Regions from separate parts of the Macaca mulatta genome. Here region 2 is linked to region 1. Evidence: chromatin contacts called from public Hi-C data. All regions are on one chromosome and are shown on one strand. Each heading gives the region's core, a stretch centred on a gene start, on an enhancer-like site or on the middle of the called end of the contact. The rest is flanking DNA. Distances are from core to core; before and after follow the strand shown. Region 1 has its middle 100 kb from the start of SSBP2. Region 2 overlaps ATG10 (autophagy related 10).

Region 1 (5,705 bases), core at 1,853-4,352:
CAGCTTCCAATATGCTTAGACAAATTTAGATGAATGAAAGCGCTGACTAATGATGCTATTATCTATATACCAAATATAGAAGAAGGCCTGAAAACTCTGAGTCGCTCATGTGAACTACTAAAACAAGGGAGGAGGAAAACTTAGAAAAATGTTAAGATATATGTTAAGATAGCAAATTAATGAAAAGAAATAGCACTCAGATATGTAAAGTGATAAAACCCTTAGTTTGGGGGAAGATCTTAGTGTATTCAACAGGGCCAAGTCTTATGAATTGCAAAAATTGTATTATCTACCATCTTTTTAGCAATAAAATTATTTAAACCATCAATAACTAAAGGTTGTTATTTTAGGAGAATGAAGTCAATACATTTGTTTTCCTGAGGCAGGCAGGGGCAGTATTGTGCTATTCCTGAACTTCATTAATATTCATTAATTTTTAAAGCAGTTTGGTTAGCTTTGGCTATTATCTATGCAGATATTTTGCCTTTAAATAAAAATGACAAGAACTTCATTATTTAAAAATGTAATTAGCATGAAATTCAAAACCTAAGTTTTCATTAGTGGACATTATTCACTGGAAAGTATATATTTTTCAGAAAGATCTGTTTTAATTGAATTTCTAGGATAAAATTCTAAAAATCATGCTGACTAAAATAACCTAAATGCAACCGAAATTAAACTGAAAATACTTTACAAATTTTTCAGATTAATCTCCACTTTAAAGAATACCATAGTTGACCCAATTAGTTCTGCAAATGAATTCAGTTGTTTGACACTCTTCAGCATTTCACAGTAGACTATTTTCACCCGTCCAGCACCTTAGATCTCTGAAGATCCCCATGCACATTTAGTGATATTTACCTTATGAAGTAACTAAATCCAGATGAGCACAGAGCTCACATCACTGTAAAAAGAAATTGTTTCCTCATGCTTCCCACTCCCATTCCGGAACTAGAAACTGAAAACTCTGAAAATTATCCTTGTGCAAGTAGGAAATTTCAGACAGAAATGCAAAATAGGTTTATTTGTAAATAAGCCCAACCATAGGAACCATGTAATACCTTGTTCTGCAAAGTCCTCCAGTCTTTGTAAATCAGGCTTTTTACATTATGACAGATTAACAACCAGGGCAACTAATTCATGGACATGGAGTTGGAAATGGAATTCTCCACATGTCCTTCATTCACCTGTCCGCACTGAGATCCAATATGTGGAGTAGTACTTTGTGGACTATAAGAAAATAAGTAAATAGAAATACCACCCAAAGAACAGGAGTCTGAATAAATAATTAAGGGAAATTTTTGAGGCATGGCCAAGGGGAAAATTTTACTGTAGTGAATAGCAAAACTTTCAAAAAACACATTTCTTTCCTCCCTGCCACCACCCCCACCACCCCCCACCACCGTGTGTGTGTGTGTGTGTGTGTGTGTATGTGTGTGTGTGTGTGTGCACGCGCACGCTTTTAAGGACTGCCTGCTCTATAACTGTATTTGAATCCCTTTGATTTCTGTTTGTCCAAAGTACCTTCCAGTTTCAAGAAACGCCCGGGTTACATTTTCTTCAGATTTTGTTTTTTGTTTAAGGTAAGCTGACCCCTTGGGACTAGTACAGTTTTACAGTTTAGGGCAGTTTGAAAAAGAGGGGAAAGCATCTTGCTTCTTGTTATTGAAGATACATGACTGTAGACCTAATTTTTCTAAAAACATAGTCACTAACAGATTACCAACAAGAAGAGAAGATTCAGCTCCTGGCTTCCTAAATGGATGAAACCTGCCTCCCCACTCCCACAATATCATAGTGGGATAATGAGTAATATTAATCTCTTCAGAGATATTTACTCACTCCGACTTATTTTTGAAGAGTAGAGGAGTGTTGCTGCACCCACAAGTGGACAGATATTGAACTCAGCCGCCCCATCTGCCTTGACATCACGTGGGGTATTACCGTAACCCCCTTTCTGTTCTCCCCTGTTTCAGTGCAGTACAAGTGGCTTTCCAAAGCAGATACAAAGTTATTCTCAGTGTCTGAAGTTCCAGCTCCTCCACAAAAGCCTGTGGCCCCCAAGTAGCACCACTTCATGAATGCCTGTGTCTCAACTCTGCAAGGCCGACCTTGTCCTCTCCATCATCTGAGCGGGACTGACCCTGTCCGGGTAAAACTATGGAACGGAAAGGGTTAATCAGAGTCCCCAGGAGCTGGGGGAGCACCTGGAGCATCTCAGCAGGGGAGCAACTGGAAACCACAAACATCAAACTGTGCTGCTGCAACTTGAACTAAACGCCGAGACCTGGCCGAGGGAGTCAGTTAAGCTTAGACCAAATGGTCTTAATCAAGGTATCAGAACAGACCTCTCAAAGACAGAAATGATGGTATATCCCGGCCCTCCAATCCTATGGATTTTTTTTTCATGTTGCAATTTAAGTCTCAGAATACATTTTATGACCCCAGTGCCCTTTATTCCGAAAGATGCCGTGAGATGTCTGCAGAAATGTCCTGCAGGACTGTGGAGAGCACAGTGGGCGTCCCGGCCCTCCCAGCTTTGCCTCGCCATCACTTCCAAATAACCTTTGTTGCGGGGTCGGGGGACCCAAAGCCACCTTCGCCCCTGTCCGTACATCCTCCAAACAAGCGGCAGCCAAGAGGCTGCAGGACCTACTCGCCGGCCCCCAGCCCCCTCCCCGCCCCCAGCTCTAGCTGCCCGCCTGCCGCCTTCGCAGCCCCTTCCTCACTCCCTACCCGGGGGGCCGTCCCCCTTATCGCCACCCGCCCACCCCCGCCCCCAACCAACCCCACAGGCACTCTCAGACCCCACCAGCACATTCCTAACAGCTCCAGCTTTCCAGGAAAGCAAAAAAAAAAAAAAAAAAAAAAAAAAAAGACCATAACATCACGGGCAGGTTTATTTGGGTTTGTTTGTTTGCTTGTTGGCTCGATTAAATACTCGTGGAAGGTGAACGTACCCCACACAGGAGAAGTTTGATGTTGACAAACTTCTGGTGGCAGCGAGACTGTGTCAGCACAACTTCCGGGATAATGAGAGCTGCTTTGCAGGGAGCGCGGCAGCCGCGGCGGGAGGCGGTCGCAGGACGGAACAGCAAATGCTATTCAGCCCGAGCAGTTTCAAGCCGCCCGAGCTGGGGAATTACTGTAGTCGAGCTACGGCTCCTACCACCGGCGCTGGATCTGGGCGCGCGTTAGGGGGGGAAGCTGCAGGCACAGGGCGCCGAGAGGGGAGCTTTCAAGTTACTTTGCTCCATCCCTGCACCCGGCAGAGGCTTGCAGGCTGCGTGGTAACTGCAAACATCTTGTTCCCTGCTTCTTTGGGCGGCCGCCCTGGAACCAACCAACTTTTCTCTCCCCCAAAACTCCCTCTTTGTTTCAAATAGGACTCTCCAAAATTTATTCTTGGGAAGACTGACAGCCGGGGTCAAGAAACAGCTGTTGAAGTTAATGTTTCTTCCTCCCACTTCGTCTGATGGTTGTGCCCTGCCAAGACAAAGTGAGAGGCACTGCCTGGTGGCTTCTTTAAACAGACATGCATTTAGCCAAAAAGGATTGGGGTGGGGGTATATTTTCTTGCTTAACATACAATCTGATCAGAAATGCAACAGCATGTGCCTTTCAACTTGTGCTGATTACTTGCTGAAAAGATGCTGTAGCTTTTAGTTTTGAACACTTTGAGCATTGGGGGCGGGGATGGCGGGAGAGTTAGTGGTTGACACTTTCCATGTTTTGGTAAAGGGGCTAAAATTTTAAACCCTCCTCCCTCTGATCCACCTCTGGCCCTCTAAGAAAGATAGAATGGCCTGGGGGAGGGAGAAAAGAGTTGCATTCCTTTGCAAGGTTTAAGTCACATTTTAAAATTCAAATCATTATGCAGAACAAGGGCTTGCCTAGAGCTAGGTAAACTGTTTTTATTTGGAGATGACCTAGGCCAAACCTTGGAGAGTGCTGGAGCTCCTGGTGGCTTTCTCCACACCAGGCCTGTGTCATCTCTCCTTTCCCAGTCCAACTCCTTTTCCCTTACTCAGAGGGCATATTCTAGGGGGAAGCTGCCCTGTTCTTTTGTGCTGCCTTCTCCAGGGTGAAGGCTGATTTTAACACCGCCCTTCCTCCCCTTAGCATTTTAGAGCCCCTGTGAACTGCTGAGAGGCCCCTTGGGGCTGTCCTCCGGAGTTTCCCTTCTCCTAACTAGCATCTCCCAGGCATCTACCCTTCTGTCCTGGGGGTAGGTGGGTGGGAACTCTATTCCTTCCACATCAGAGAGCTTAACCACTCTTCTAACCCACCCATTCTCCTTTGGGAGTGCTGGGCTCATTTGGCCTCTCTCAGATGAAATTATATGAAGACATAAAAGGCCTTCCCTCTCCAACCAGGTTATCCTGTCACCACATCGCAATGCAGTGCCATCACAAAGTGATATTGCATCAGGCCCAAGGATATTTTAGGAAGCTCTCAAGCTGGGTCCAACAAGCCTTCCATGCAGGCATCGGGACCACACTGCCAAATTCAAGGCTGCAGAGCTGCTGGGCAGGTGTCAGTGATGCCCTCTCTAGTCTCAGCTATTCTCTTCTCTATTCTCTACTCCACCTCCCCCACCTCCATGCCTTCACCAGGCAGGTCCACTTTGAGACTCCCCCAATACTCTGCCCAGTTGCCAGAGGCCACTGCTTTTGCTTTTCCTCCTGTTTTCTTTGCAAAGTGTTCCAGCACACCTTCTGATGTATTTCCTGTTTTTCTGCCTATCATGGTCACTCACTGAAACCTTAATTAATATTTGCACATATTAGCCGTAAATCAACTAAATTACACTTGGAGCTGCAATGGCTGCAGCACACACGGTCTCCAATTTGGGTGTCTGCACGTCGCAGGCCTCCCCAACTTGTTGGACTTGGGTGAACTTTTCTCATTCCCTCAGACTCTGGATCTCCCAGCTTAGTTGGCACAAGGGCAGCGGCCAAGAATCCAGGCACCACCCTCAGCAAGTGCCCCTTCTCTGAGTCCTGCTAATGCAATCCAGCAGCCAATTGACTTCAATTCCTTCCGCTTTATTGTTCTCCATCCTCAGAGAGACCAACCTCAGCATCTAGCGGGGCTGTGAGGCAGACCTCCTCTGATCCTGGCGTTGTAATTCCCCACTGCTGGCTCCTGCAGTTTTATTACAGCCTCCTTTTTTTCTAGGATTGACGGACATAAACCTCCAGTGTGGAGGCCTGCAACAGCACCCTTAAAGGCTTCTTTGTGTAGAAATGTAACCTTAGGGCAAAGTCAGCCCAGCTCCAGGAAGGGCACAGTATCCTGCTACAGGGAAGTACTGTGCTGGGACAGACCTGGAGATTTCTTCTACTGACCGGGGACCTGGGAACCTCCCAGGGACAATGCCTTCTTCTTCTAGGTAGAATATAGGCTTGTCGAATTTTACTGGGAGTGGGAATGGGGCTGGGGGACATCGAAGAGAAGGGGATGCTGGAAGAGACCTGCAATGACTGTTCAGGGAACTCTACATGCAATTGGAAGAAACAGATGTCCTTTTTTTCAGGGAGCAGGTCTCTAAATGCGACCACTTGTGAAGCCCCCATGAGTGGAAGCACTGTCCAAGTCAGAGGGAGTTAGCACCATTTGCTTCTCTTGGAGCTGATGCTACGGTTTTCATTTCCAAGCAGAATGCCTTTGGATCATTTAGAGGATCTGATCTCTGTAGGCAG
Region 2 (5,705 bases), core at 1,246-3,745, 310 kb before region 1:
AGGACAGCCATTCCTTTGCTGAATGGAGGAAATGATTCCTCCTCTATTCAAATGGCCCTGCTGACTAATTAAAGAAATATGTCAAAACAGCTCCCAAGAAGAACCCATACGTGATCCAAAGAATTAAATGTTTTGAAAATAAGAAGAGCCACTTGGTCCATTTTTCAATAGAGATTGAGAACAAAGGAAAAGAAAGAGATGAATCAGAATTATAGACATTTCTAGCTAACTGTAAGAAGAAAATATTTAAGCCGAGGCCTCTGGTAAGGCAAAGGCCATCATGTATGTGCCTAAGGGTTTTACCACCTTTGAAACATTTGCCACTAGCTTTGATCAAAGTTGAGCCCTCAAAAGGGAAAATGAGACATAAAAAGGTCGAGGAATAAGAATGATAGGGAGTGGACAGAAGGCTTTGGCATGATACAAAAAATTCTTTAATATGGTATGCTTCAAAAACAGTGGGGAAAGAAAAAGAAAACAAACAAACAAACAAAAAAACAGCATGCACTTGAAGATGTCAATGCTTTGTGGGAGTGGATTTACTAAACTACAAGGCACTATTCCAATGTAGGCTATTTATTATTATTCAACAGATGTGCAATTACGTCTCACCCTCTGCTGAGTGATAAATGGTATTAACTGTGTCCCACCATCTCTCCCAAACCTACAATGACAGAAGTAGTTAGAGAAAAACAGAATATTGGGATGGAAGGGCTTATTTCTTCTCTTAAATCCACATTGCCTACTTGGTAACTGAGCTCCTGTACACCAAAGTAGTAGAAATGAGAGGCAGAAGCAGAATGCTGTCTCAACTTGGCTGTCTGCCTTCAAGGATTAAATAAAAATGCGTGTTTATAGAAGTGGAACAGCTGCTTCAGCTAGTTTGGATACCCGCTTTTGAGTCCTCAGGATGTTCTATTTTTCTAAGTCCACTACTCTTATAGTCTCTGAAAATTATCAGACTAAAGAGTAAAGATACATAGATGGTTTGGGTCCTAGGTCTCCTGGAGACAACAGAATTACTTCCGCCTTCAAAACCTGGCATAGCAGTTGAAGTAGGCACCATCACAATATTTCCATTCTTGGGCTGTATTTTTTAAATGGCTAGAAATTCTTCATTATCGTTTCACTTAAATACTTGATGCTGTGCCACAGTTGAATAAGCCATATATATATACATATATCTTATACACATATACACACAAAGCCATAAATAAAGCTTCTCACTTTGTAGGCACTCAATATTAATTTCCTTCACTCTTGTTTTTATATTGAAGCTCTATGTTCCAGCATATCATTTTATAGATATAAACAAATATTTCTGCTATAGTGCAAGTTGTGATATAATAGAATATATGATATGATATGACATGGCATGACATGGGAGTGACAAGAATAGATGGCATGTTAACTGAGTCTTGGGCTACTAGTAATTGGCCTGGTGGAAACTGGACCATATAAAGAAAAGGAACTCAAAGTCTAAGGGATTTGCATTTCAAGAAACAGTAAAGATTTCTTCTGAAATTGAAGCAAGTTGATACAAGAAAGGGTAATGTAAATTTAAATGGAAACTATTTATTACTTGTTTTGCTTTTCCTTAAAAAAAATAGGGACAGGGAGAAAATTTAGAGCAAAGCAGAGAAATTAATTTTTACTAACAATCAAATGCAAAAGAAATTATAAATATCTGTCAAAAACAAGGCTAAGTGAACTATTTTTGAAGCAACAAAAAAAAAAAAAGACCCCTGGGCAAGAAATTTTACAGTCATCCTCTTTCTAGGTCGGAACTCTCTTAGAATGAGACAAAGAAAAATCCGGGCCTGGAATAAGAGGAAGACATTAGGAATCCTTTCACCACACTGACAGAGATATGTTTAACAAACAGACGAAGGGTCAGAGTAATCAGATATCACAGGAAAAGGTAAGGAGAATAAAAAAGACTGAGAGGAATAAATGAAAAATTGTGACTCCAGAGTAAAGGTTGATACATTTTAAAAATATCCATGAGGTTAAGTTAGGTGGAAAGAAAAAATAAATTATTAGAATATGATAAAGGAAAGAAAGAACCATTCTTCATGTTTCTCCACCAGAAAGCATTCAGTATGCTGCACAAAAATTAAATTTGATATTTTAAGGTACCTGAACAAGCACTAAATGAATTCTGGGCCAAAATAAAATTTTAAATTCCTGATACCCACTCTATACAACACAAAGCAGTGGTCGGGGCGGGGGTGGTGAATGCTTCCACATAAAAATAAATGACTTGTTTTGGTTTACCTTTATAAGGCATAAATGGAGGGCATTGTAAAAGTATACGAATAGAAGCCAAGAATGCTAATTGTGTTTTTTTAAAAGAATAGAAAATCATGAAGAAAGGATCACAGAAACTACACCAATGTCATTAAAATATAATTGGACTTGCAGGAACAATTACTGTGCTGTACTGTAAGGGGAGCTGTTGGCACATAAGAGCAAAGCACACATATGAGCTCATCAGCCGGCCTTGGCAAGACCCACTTCCAGCTAGAAGCAGTCATGTTTCAACACCTCTGATTCCCTAATGCTGACAAGCTAAACAACTTGTTTTGTCTCTGGGAGCTCTTCTCTGGTGATTAACTGCTTATGGTGAATACTAATTATATGAAAGTACAGTATTGAAGAAGTAATGTCCTACTTCCTCTACCTGCAGCCTCGACTTGTCTCTGAATCTAGAAGGCAGAGTCATTGCAAACCAGAACCAAGAAAGACATTTTCCTCCCCATGAATAAACAAATGTATCTCCTACTTTTTAGTATAGCACAGCTCACTGACAAAAAACTTCCTTTAACCTCTGGGCTCTAAACCAAATATAATTACCATAAAATGAGTGTTTTAAAGGCTTGTAATAATGATATGGATAAATCCACAGCAAGAATTTGTGAATTAGTGAACTATCAGTGTCCTCCATTCCCCATGTCCCATGTTGAAAATTTACCCCAAATTGTCAGTTCTTAGGAACTGCACCTCAGATTAAAATCTTCTCACCAGGGAGTCTATGAGAATTTCTTCTTGTGTTTTAAATCCTAAGTGCTTGTTAAACTGCCAACACTGCAAAATTAGAGACCATTAAACAATATAAGGCAGCAAGTGATTAAATCTACCAAACACACATTCAAGCAGCTTAAGCTACTTTTTAATTAAAAATAAAATATCATTGGCTAAATTCAGATGTCTTAGCTATCCAGAAAAAAGTTAGAAGGCTGTTCAAAATGCATAATGTTGCTGACAAGCCAGATACAAAAGGAGAAATAGGGCAAGGGTTTGGCGGAACAGGAGGCTCCTCTTGGTCCCTGGGTCTGGGTGGCAGCACATCCCAATGCTGACCCGGTTTAGGCAGTGGACTCTAAACGGGAAGTCATGGCTGCGCTGCAGGGTGAGGACGCCATGTGGCTGCTGATTAAATAAGCTTTATTAGCTAAGGCCTCCAAGGAGACAGGGTGTTCCACCTTCTTGGCAAGGGAATGAGTTGAGTAACAGCATCGCAGGAAGCTAAGGCATTGGAGATGTATACATGGCTGAAGGAAATGTCAGTGATATTTTTGAATACAGCTTAAGCTAATTGATAAACATTTCTTAAAATAATTATTAGCTTTTGGGGAAGGAGGCACAGGGGCTTCTGAGTTAATGGGATCATCTGAGATTAAAAGAAATTTTTACTGTAAAGTTAGAAGTAAATAAACATTGTAGCTTTAAGTTGTTCCTACATGTTTAAAGTAAAGAAAAAGGGCCAGGGGGCTTAGTCAACTTCAGGCAAAAGGCCAAGAATCTGAAGATCAGACTTAAGGCTGGGATGATATCATTCACGCTCAAGTCTTGATACCCTTTCTGAAGCATGAGAAAATTTACTGGTAAAACCTTACCTCACCCACAGTTTTCTTATTTTTAACTCTATTTTTTTTCCTCTGGAGAATAATTTTTCGAATATGCTTTTTGCTTTATATGTAAATGTTATAAATTTACTTTCAGCTTCAGACATGGTCTTACCTAAAAAGCTTGCCCTAAAGTAAAGTACAGGCACTTGGTAGCTACAGGAATATAAGACATGATACTCATATTTAATCACTTTGGATGCTGCTGCAGTTTCAATCACTTCACAATCATCTGAGGGTAGCTCGAAAGCCTCCTGAAAAAAAGCAAAAACAAAATGAAAATGGGTTTGTTAATAAGAAAAGTACTAACATGGAGAGGAAAAGAGGAGATTTTCTTCTTGCAAAATAACAGTTAAATAAATATAAGGCTATGAGACAAGGAAAAGGGAGTTTCCCATATTAATGTTTAACATTTGAGTCCTGGGTAAATAGTAAAACCAGAAAACATTAGCATTAAGTAATTCCAGATTGTTTTTGAGACACAAAGAAGCTCTGCATAAAGAAAAAGAAAGGAAAAAAAATCCAAAAAGATCTATTGCCTGAAAAATCTTTACTGTACAATTTTAGCAACAAGATGATGGCTATACAAGCTACCTTCTTCCCTACCTGTGAAAGCTAAAAACATCCTAACAATTGAACAAGAGGCTGTGAAATGTCCCTAAAGATTCTATTGTACTTGCCAAAAGATGATTCATTGTGTGCTGAACAATTCCCAGTTCCATTTTGAATAAGAAAGTTATTTTGCAAGAGGTTGAATTTGTTAGGTATATTTCAAAACCTGAGATGATTCTGTTTTCCTCATTATTGTGCTATCTTTGGCATATTTCTACAATAAATCTTGATTTATAATAGAGTAGATGGCAAATATTAATGTCAACTTTGGAAACAGAGTTTTGTAAGCAGAGATGATGATAGTCATCTCACGTCTCACGTGATCATTTTTTACTGTTTTTTGTTGGGGGCCTTTAAAAGAATGTATCTTACTGTTTAGAAGCAATTAATTGGACATGTTGAGTCAGAGTCTGGTTCCATCCACATTCACTTATTTATTGGGGTTGAAGAATTTCCTTTGAAATTAAATTAGTACTAGAAGGAATGAAGCAGGTTGGTTTAGCTCATTTCTACCTCTCATTAAAATAGTAACAACAATGAACAATCAGAAATAACCAAGGAAAGATTTCACACTTTATCAATATGAAATAAGGTTTCCTGTGGAGATAAGCAAAGCCCCAGACTACTTTCAAGATCTGTATCTCCTTTACAGATAATTCTGTAATTCTCTACTCACAGTCAGTTCACTGGGGAGATATTACAATGGATAAATCACAACTGGAGATGTTTACAAAATATTTTTCACTAAACTCCAGTAAACACCATCAATTAAACACAATAAAATAACCAGAGAGAAATTATGGAAATAAATATGCCAGATACAGAAAATTAATACAGTAGCAAGAAAAAGAGTTTTGTATTTTGTTTTGTTTTTAAATTTTCATTAGGCATAGGTATCTGTACCTTCTATTACATCAATTCTTTTAACCAAATTCTTTCTTTTTGGTTAATAATTGGGTTGCTTAGCATTTATAATTTCCTTTCTTTCTTAATATTATAAAATAATTCTATCTTGGTGGTAAAAATTACAAATATTGCACAAGTACATAAAAGAAAAAAAGAAATTCCCCTCATCCCAGCACTCCTATACCTCATATACATCATTAACAGGCCAGAGTGTATTTTTTTAGACTTTTTGATTTTTGGCACACAAACACATAGACACATATACACCTCCTCCCCACC

Evidence for each region. A called contact is a pair of places that touch in the nucleus more often than the background predicts.
Region 2: a Hi-C map of fetal cortex germinal zone shows a contact between it and region 1, with 4 times the contacts expected there. The contact joins two enhancer-like sites. A contact is called at or near these places in 2 of 14 Hi-C or Micro-C datasets (fetal cortex germinal zone and fetal cortical plate).

What each region holds. Positions count from the first base shown.
Region 1 is chr6:88,161,383-88,167,087 of T2T-MMU8v2.0, reverse strand. No RefSeq gene overlaps it. Among named protein-coding and RNA genes, the nearest start is that of SSBP2, 100 kb to the right of the region's middle. Within about 2 kb of position 3,102, at least 38 of the 40 cell types and tissues checked have an H3K27ac peak or open chromatin away from gene starts, as enhancers often do. A contact at or near this core is called in fetal cortex germinal zone and fetal cortical plate, where this site is marked.
Region 2 is chr6:88,471,536-88,477,240 of T2T-MMU8v2.0, reverse strand. It overlaps ATG10 (autophagy related 10), which reads right to left. Exons shown (of 8, transcript XM_078004955.1): 4 at 4,024-4,162. Among named protein-coding and RNA genes, the nearest start is that of RPS23, 110 kb to the left of the region's middle. Within about 2 kb of position 2,495, at least 25 of the 40 cell types and tissues checked have an H3K27ac peak or open chromatin away from gene starts, as enhancers often do. A contact at or near this core is called in fetal cortex germinal zone and fetal cortical plate, where this site is marked.